Linked DNA regions of Mus musculus: regions 1 and 2 are each linked to region 3. The links are chromatin contacts, called in public HiChIP or PLAC-seq and promoter capture Hi-C maps. All regions are on one chromosome and are shown on one strand. Each heading gives the region's core, a stretch centred on a gene start, on an enhancer-like site or on the middle of the called end of the contact. The rest is flanking DNA. Distances are from core to core; before and after follow the strand shown. Region 1 holds the start of D8Ertd738e (DNA segment, Chr 8, ERATO Doi 738, expressed). Region 2 holds the start of Ccdc130 (coiled-coil domain containing 130). Region 3 holds the start of Ddx39a (DEAD box helicase 39a).

What was found. HiChIP or PLAC-seq counts read pairs in DNA pulled down with a chosen protein or histone mark. Capture Hi-C pulls out chosen DNA fragments and counts their contacts.
Region 1: a promoter capture Hi-C map of adipose tissue shows a contact between it and region 3, with 2.5 times the contacts expected there. The contact joins the promoter of D8Ertd738e here to the promoter of Ddx39a in region 3. A contact is called at or near these places in 5 of 39 promoter capture datasets (the C10 cell line, cranial neural crest, erythroid cells and 2 more), 1 of 484 Hi-C or Micro-C datasets (CD4 T cells), 2 of 115 datasets of contacts at active chromatin or transcription factors (pro-B cells and stem cell-derived neural progenitor cells) and 1 of 9 other capture datasets (adipose tissue).
Region 2: a contact with region 3 is called in an H3K4me3 HiChIP or PLAC-seq map of pro-B cells, with 2.9 times the contacts expected there. The contact joins the promoter of Ccdc130 here to the promoter of Ddx39a in region 3. A contact is called at or near these places in 3 of 39 promoter capture datasets (cranial neural crest, erythroid cells and liver), 5 of 115 datasets of contacts at active chromatin or transcription factors (bone marrow-derived macrophages, embryonic stem cells, large pre-B cells and 2 more) and 1 of 9 other capture datasets (liver).

The regions. Positions count from the first base shown.
Region 1 is chr8:84,248,425-84,251,124 of GRCm38.p6, reverse strand. D8Ertd738e (DNA segment, Chr 8, ERATO Doi 738, expressed) reads left to right here and starts at 1,364. Exons shown (of 3, transcript NM_001007571.2): 1 at 1,364-1,509; 2 at 1,596-1,651. The coding sequence starts at 1,422. It overlaps Mri1 (methylthioribose-1-phosphate isomerase 1), which reads left to right. Exons shown (of 5, transcript NM_026423.4): 5 at 1-549.
Region 2 is chr8:84,269,083-84,271,782 of GRCm38.p6, reverse strand. Ccdc130 (coiled-coil domain containing 130) reads left to right here and starts at 1,381. Exons shown (of 10, transcript NM_026350.3): 1 at 1,381-1,441.
Region 3 is chr8:83,713,908-83,716,607 of GRCm38.p6, reverse strand. It overlaps Ddx39a (DEAD box helicase 39a), which reads right to left and starts at 1,431. Exons shown (of 11, transcript NM_197982.3): 1 at 1,271-1,431.

The DNA of each region.
Region 1 (2,700 bases), core at 115-2,614, 530 kb before region 3:
TCCTTGGCTATCCTGGAACAATCTGTAGATCAGGCTGGCTTCAAACTCAGAGATCCTCCTGCCTCTGTCTCCCAAGTGCTGGGATTAAATGCATGCACCACTACTGGCTATTTACTTTTATTTATGTGTGAGTGTTTTACATGCAAACCCCTGGTGCTCTCCCAGACCAGAAAAGGGTACCAGATCTCCTGGAACTGGAATTACAAGTGGTTGTGAGCTGCCATATGGGAGCTGGGACCCAGGAACTAAACCTCTGTGCTAGAACAAGTCCTATAAAAGAAGACACCAAAGTTCAGTAATCAAGATAAATATTTGTGTTTTAAGGCAGTCTCTTTGTAGCTCTGGCTGCCCTTGGACTTGCTCTATGGACCAGGCTACCCTAGAACTCACAAAGATCCACCTACCTCTGCCTCTTGAGCAAAAGGTCAAAAGTGTGAGCCCCTACAACCTGCTTTGCTTTATTCTTGAGAGTCTGTGAACCTGGAATTCAGCTATCAGGCTAGACTCCAGGGGTCCTCCCGCTTCAGCCAACTTAGCACTGGGATAGCAGGTGTGTGCACCAGCGAATGGTGGGGATACCACTCAGGTTCTCATACATAAACAATATGCACTTTACCCCTGAGCCATGTTCCCAGCCACCAGGTGCATATTTTAAATCTTTTAAAATTAAAAAGAACACAGTTGGGGCTGTGTCTATAGCTGTGGCAACTCTTGTGCTGAAAATATGAGGCTGCTCTCTGTCCCCAGCACAGCTGTAAAATTAATGCATTAATGTGAGGGATTTTTTTTTTTTAGTGATATCTTTATTCTGGTTTATTCTGGTGGAAGTGATCTATGGGAGTCAGTTCGCTGCCTCCCAAGTGCTGATATTAAATGCCTGTGCCACCACCCAGGATCAAACTCAAATAAGCATGGCAGCAAGCATCTTTACCCACCAAGTCACATCACCAATGATTACTGAACGTTTTTGACACTCCTTTAATTTTCCTCCAAAAACGAGCTCCTCGTTTACCAGACTCCAAGCTTTATTTGAAGTTTTATGTATAAAAAAGAGCACTGACTGCTTGTGCTTGGAGAGGTCCTGAGTTCAATTCCCAGCAACCACATAGTGGCTCACAAACATCTGTAATGGAATCCGATGCCCTCTTCTAGAGTGTCTGAAGACAGACTACAGTGTACTCATATAAATGAAATAAATAAATCATTTTTTTAAAACGCGCATGTTTTACAATACACAAATGTGGTCCCACCCCTGAAAATGGTAATTAATTTTCCTTCCAACTTTTTAGACAGCGGTTCCTTTAAGTGCGCCGCTCTGTGTCGGGTGAGGCCTTGAGACTTTGCGTCCCACTGTAGCCAATGACGTCTTCGACTTCCGCTTTTCTGCACGTGGCCCCGCCTCTTCCGGGTTGCGGTAGAACATGGCGCAGGGACAACGCAAGTTCCAGGCGCAGAAACCTAAAAGCAAGGCTGCCGCGGCGGAGCGGAGCCGCGGGCCTCGGAAAGGCGGTAAGGAATGAGGTGGGGAGCAGGGAGAGAGGATGGCGGACTTGAGGTGGCCCGCCGAGGCTCACCGGCTGGTGTCTCTCCCCCAGGTCGAGTCATCGCTCCCAAGAAGGCGCGCGTTGTTCAGCAGCAGAAGTTGAAGAAGGTGAGTGAAGCGATGCAAGTGATCCGGGATGACGGACGGACAGCCGAGAGGGTTCCCAACTGCAAGGCTTTGTCCTCCGCTAGTTGGATGAATCCTGGCCCGCCCTTAGCTTCTGAGCGCTTCAGATGCGCGTTAGGGACTGCCAGCAGATAGCCTCGAGTTGTTGTTTATTGTGTATGAATATTTAGCCTGAGTGTGCGCGCGAGTGTGGCACAAGTGTCTGTGCCTTGTACCCGACGAGATTAGAAAAGGATGCCCAAAACCCTAGAACTAGAGTTATTAACGGGTTTTGAGCCATCATGTGTGTGCTGGGAACTGAACCCTGGTCTTAGTCAGGCGGGTGTGATAGCCCAGACTTTTTTTTTATTAGATATTTTCTTTATATACATTTCAAATGTTATCCCGAAAGTTCCCTATACCCTCCCCCCGCCCTGCTCCCCTACCCACCCACTCCCACTTCTTGGCCCTGGCATTCCGCTGTACTGGGGCATATAAAGTTTGCAATACCAAGGGGTCTCTCTTCCCAGTGATGGCCGACTAGGCCATCTTCTGCTACATATGCAGCTAGAGATACAAGCTCTGGGGGTACTGGTTAGTTCATATTGCTGGTCCACCTATAAGGTTGTAGACTCCTTCAGCTCCTTGGGTGCTTTCTCTAGCTTCTCCATTGGGGGCCCTGTGTTCCATCTTATAGATGATTGTGAGCATCCACTTCTGTATTTGCCAGGCACTGGCATAGCCTCATACAAGACAGCTATTACAGGGTCCCTTCAGCAAAACCTTTCTGGCATATGCAATAATGTCTGGGTTTGGTGGCTGATTATGGGATGGATCCCCGGGTGGGGTAGTCTCTGGATAGTCCATCCTTTTGTCTTAGCTCCAAACTTTGTGATAGCCCAGACCTTTAATCCCAGCACTCTAGAGGCAGAGGCAGGCAGATCTCTGAGTTCAAGGCCAGCTTGGTCTATAGAGCAAGGTCCACCACAGCAGATAGATAGATAGATAGATAGATAGATAGATAGATAGATAGATAGATAGATAGATAGATA
Region 2 (2,700 bases), core at 132-2,631, 560 kb before region 3:
ATCTAGAGAGACTCGTCCCCACATCTCTCAATCTATCAGACCATAAAATAATGAACTCCAAAGAAATGGGAATTTCCCCAGGAATCTCATGGTGGGCAAAAGAAAGGGCGCCAGCCAGAGGGGGAAGAGAAAGTCTTCTGGAAAGAGATTTCACCCAGTTCTAGGTTTTGCAGACCAACTTACAGGATGAGACTGAAGCCCAGACAATGGTGGGTCAATGGTGGGCGGGACCACACCTTGACCAAGACTGCTTAGATGTGAGATCCTTGTACCTTTAAACCATGATCTCACACCAGAACTTAAGAGTGTCCCTTCCCCGAATCGCTTTCTAAAGTGCCACCATTGAATAAACCTCTTTTTTTCTGCTTTCTACTTTTTTGGTGGGGGTGGGGGGGCAGATTTTTTTCGAGTCAGGGTTTCTCTCTGTAGCCCTGGCTGTCCTGGAACTCACTCTGTAGATTCAGAGATCCACCTGCCTCTGCCTCTCTAGTGCTGCGATTAAAGGCGTGTGCCACCGTCCCCCGGCTTTGCTTTGTACTTTTTGTTTTGGGTTTTTGTTTTGTTTTGTTTTTTGAGACAGGGTTTCTCTGTATAGCCCTGACTGTCCTGGAACTCACTTTGTAGATCAGGCTGGCCTCGAACTCAGAAATCCACCTGCCTCTGCCTCCCAAGTGCTGGGATTAAAGGCGTGAGCCACCACGTCCGGCATTGCTTTGTACTTTTAAGATTTATTTACCTGAACAGGTGTTTTGGCTGCATATATGTATGCACCACATACTTGCCCAGAGACCTACAAATATCCCTCTGACTCTACTTCCCTCAGTCGTGGCACACTAGCACTCACCCACACACATACATATGTATTTTTTTGAGACAGTGTACTCCTGACAGGCCTTTGATTATGTAGACTACCTGCCTCTGCCTCCAGAGTGTTGGGATTAAAGGTGTTGGCCACCACGTCTGGTCATAAACATAATTTTTTAAAATCCATAAATAAATAGCCTGGGCTGTATTGGTAATCCCACTACTTGGATATCACAAGGCGAGTCAGAAATTCAGAGTCATCTTCAGCAATATAATGAGATGCAGGGTCAAACTGGGATACAAGAAAACCGGTCTCAAACGTCAGTCAAATCAAAGCTTAAAAATGACGAATCAGCTCCTTCGAAAACGCAACCGCCAGGGAGGGCTGGGCGGTGCCAAAGTAGATCTTCCGGGAGGAAGCCATCTCCAATTGGACCACTCCCGGTGGGCGGGGCTTCTAACGGCTAGACAGGCCTGAATTGGTCAGTCTGCAATAGCCTCAGCCAATCAAGATGACGAAAGTGCCTCGCTCCAGCTTGCGCAGGCGCTTTTGGGCCGCAGAGGCGGGCGCTCTGCGGGTTCCTGGCTCCGGGTGTGCTTCCGGGCTGGTGGAGGCGTGACGTCAGGGAGAGGGCAGGTAGGTACGGGGTGAGGACCGGTCCGCGACGGCAACGGGGGTGGCAGGTCCTCAATCCCACCACTGCGTCCTGGCACGGGAGATGCTGTATCTGCGGACGCGAGCGGGTTCCCAGGGCCCAGCCTCCGTTTTAGGCCAATGGCACCTCTAGGCGTCTTCATGCTGAAGATGAGCCCTCCTAGCCTGAATTGAAACATAGTGCTTGGGAACAGTAGCTTGGGGGCCGGCAAGGTGGCTTAGCTGGTAGTGGCGCTTGTGGCCAAACCTGACAACATGAGAGTTCGACCCCTGAGCATGTTGAAAGAATCGATTCTTGTAGGCTGTTCTCTGATCTACATTCTCACTTCGTTGCACACTCTGCCAACACACGCAGAACAAATAAATGTAATTTGTAAGGGGCTGGCGAGGTGGCTCCGCGGTTAAGAACTTGACCTGCTCTCTAGCAGAGGACCAGGGTTCAGTTCCCAGAGCTCACAGCTGCCTGTATCTCCAGAGAATCCAACCCTCTACCCTTTCCGGTCACCTGAACTCACTTCTGCACACACATACACATAACAAAAATATTTTTTATAGTTGTTAGTAAGTAGGAGAAATTTGAAATTGTCACTTTTCTTTGTCCCATGCCTGTTCTTCTCAATACTTAACACCTGTCATGACTCCCAAAGGCAGTCTCAGCGGCTGAATCCTTTAGAAAACTTTTTTTTTTCCCCAAATGGAGAAACTGGGATCCAGGTAGCCCCTGGCCCAGAGTCAGGCAGCTAGGAAGCAGCAGAGAGGAGATTGATGCCCAAGCTGTGGTCTGCTGTGGCATTTGAGGTCAGGAATGACCCTTGGCACAGAAGAGCCCCTGTGCATCCACCTGAGCAGACTGGGTGTAATCTGGCTGTGATACTACCTGTGGTGATTAGCCATTTAAGACTTCAGAAGCTGAGGCTGGAAGATCTGGAGTACTAGGCCAGCCGGGATTACACAGAAAGGCATGTCTCCAAAACAAACATGTTCAACATTGTAAAGCAGACCCCAAGCACATAGCACTTCAAGCTGGGTGTCCACACTACCAGCCCATACACTTTTTCATTATAGCAAACCCCAGAGTCACTCCCGCTCCCATTTCCCTCTGTTTTTAATTTTTGTTTGTTTTGATTTTGCTTTTTGAGACAGGGTCTTCCTGTCTGGTTCTGGCTAGCTTGGAACTTGGCTTTGTGGACCATACTGGTCTCGAACTCAGTGTGTACCCTCCTGGTTCCACACACACACAC
Region 3 (2,700 bases), core at 182-2,681:
GCAGGCCCTCAAACTTGTGTGTAGCCCAGACTAGCCTCGAATTCCAGATCCTCCTGCCTCCACTTCCCAAATGCTAGAATATATTAAAAATGAATTCTAAAAAATGCCTGAGACAGGGACAGACAGATCTCTAGTTCCAGGCTAGCCTGGGCTACACAGTGAGATCTTGTTTCAACAACAACCAAAAAACTTTTAAGTTCTAAGACTGGCTAGGCAAGGTGGCCAATGTGGCTTAAGAATTAATGATGCTTTCACACGACCTGAGTTAGGTTTCTCAGTTTACATCCTTCTAACTCCAGGGTCAGTACTTCCGGCCTCCTAGAGCACCTGCACACAGGTAGTCATTCAAATATTTACACCTAAATAAAAAACTTCAAGAACAACCTCGATTTCAGGAGAACCTATCTTCTGGCCTCTCATATGTGTACTCTGTCTTTAGGCAGTACTGCTTTAAAAACATTTATTGTGCTGGTGAAAGGATAAATGTGAAGCCGGGCTTAGTGGGACACGCCTTTAATACCAGACCTCCGGGGACTGAGCCAAGTGGACCTCAGTGAGTTCGAGCCCGACCTGGTCTTCAGAGAGAGAGTTCAAGGACGACCAGGATTATGTAAAGAGATCCTGTCTCAAGAATCTAGGCACACAAAAGGTTCCGGGAACTAGTTGAGGCGCAACTCGGAGCGTATGGCCCCCCACCCCCAATACGTCAGGCCTTGCTTCAACCAGGAAAATGAAACAAGTGAACCCAGACTGTCACAGACCTAAAGTTTCAACTATAGGTCCAGGCAGACCAGAGGCAACGGGCTGAACCGGCCTCACACCGGGAAAGCGACGCCGAGTGAATGGCCACGTTCCTAAGAGGCGCGACACTGGCCTTCCGCATCAGAGTCTGGAGAAGAATCTCCTGGGCGAGCGGCGGAACAAGACGGGAAGCCGGTGACTGCAGACTCGGGACGTCTGCCCAGATAGCCTGAGTCCTCTCGCCGTGACCGAAAACGCAGTGTGGATCCGCCCGGTCCCTCAATCCCACCACGGTACACATGGGGCCTCCGAGAGCCGCCATTCCCATCACCGTCCCCGGAAGCCGACCTACTAACGGCTGGCCCGCCCCTGGCGCATGCTCAATGGAGCCCAACGGCCGCCGGCTCGAGGTGCCTAACCGTCCCGCTGCTGTGCGCCCACTCCTCCCGCTGCACCGCGCCCCGCAGCTTCCCTTTCGGCGAACCCACAGCCCCGCACCGCGGCCCCGGCCTCGGGACCCGCCACTTACCTGCCGCCCGGTTCGCCTCCGCGAGCTGCAAAGAGAGCCACCCGTCCGGTTCTACGCCGCGACCCTGGACGCGCGCTACAGTGCTTCCTGCCTGGAGCCCAACTCGAGTCTCGCTCACTGGATAGCTGGCTTATCACTCAACAGAGGAAAGGATGATGGTTGGTTTATAAGGACGCTGTCGACCGGCTATTGGGCGTACCTAGACTCAGGTTCATTGGGCAGTCGTAAAGTAGGCGTGTCCAAAGGGGGAGTGGGCTAAGCGGCGGTTCCCGCCCAGTCACGTGAGATGAGTTAAGGGCCACAGTGGATACTGCCACTTTTAGCTGGCATCCGCACGTTAATTGCGCGTGTATGTGCCCCAGCTTTTTAAAGTGTCCTTGCCTGCCTAGCTTAGAAGCCCTGACTCTTTTGTTTGGTTGTATCATTTCGAGACAGGGTTTCTCTGGGTAGCCCTGCTGTCATGGAACAACTCCATCTGTGACCAGGCTGTCCTCAAGAGATCTGCCTGCCTCTTCCTCCATGTGATTGAAGGTGTGAGTGCTGTGATTAAAAGCGTCCACCACCACGCCCAGCCCCCCTTTTTAAAAAGATTTATTTATTTTTGGTTTTCGAGACAGGGTTTCTCTGTGAAGCCCTAGCTGTCCTGGAACTCACTCTGTAGACCAGGCTGGCCTCGAACTCAGAAATCCGTCTGCCTCTGCCTCCCAAGTGCTGGGATTAAAGGCGTACACCACCAGGCCTGGCAAGATTTATTTATTATTACATCTTAGTACACTGTAGCTGTTCAGACAGCACCAGAAGAGGGCGTCAGATCTCATTACAGATGGTTGAGTCATGATGTGGTTGCTGGGATTTGAACTCAGGACCTGTGAAAGAACAGTCAGCGTTCTTAACCGCTGAGCCATCTCTCCAGCCCTTGTTTTTCTTACCCCTACATTGTACCACCACCAAAACAAAAATCCCAGGCCGTAAACTGAGCTCATAGTTCCAGAAAGCCAGCTCTTTGGGGATTGCAGAAGAAAAGCAGCTGCCTGACCCCAGATATCTGGTGATAGAAAAAGACCTTGTCTAAGGAAAACAGCTAACCCCCATTCTGCCCCTATGAAACCTTCTTCTCCCTTCCCCATCCTTAGCTATAAAATCCCCAGCCTGAAACACAATCTACATTGTCTAGATCATGGTACTGAGAGGCTACCTGCCAGATAAATAAACTCTAGATGTTAATGCTGTCTACACTCATCCTTTCTTTCCACAAACATAATTCTTTCTCTCTCTCTCTCTCTCTCTCTCTCTCTCTCTCTCTCTCTCTCTCTCAAAACAAAACAAAACAAAACAAACAAACAAACAAACAAACAAACAAAAACCAGTCAGAGTGGCACAGAACTTTAGTCCCAGTTCTCTAGAAGCAGAGAACTCTGCTTTCAACTAGC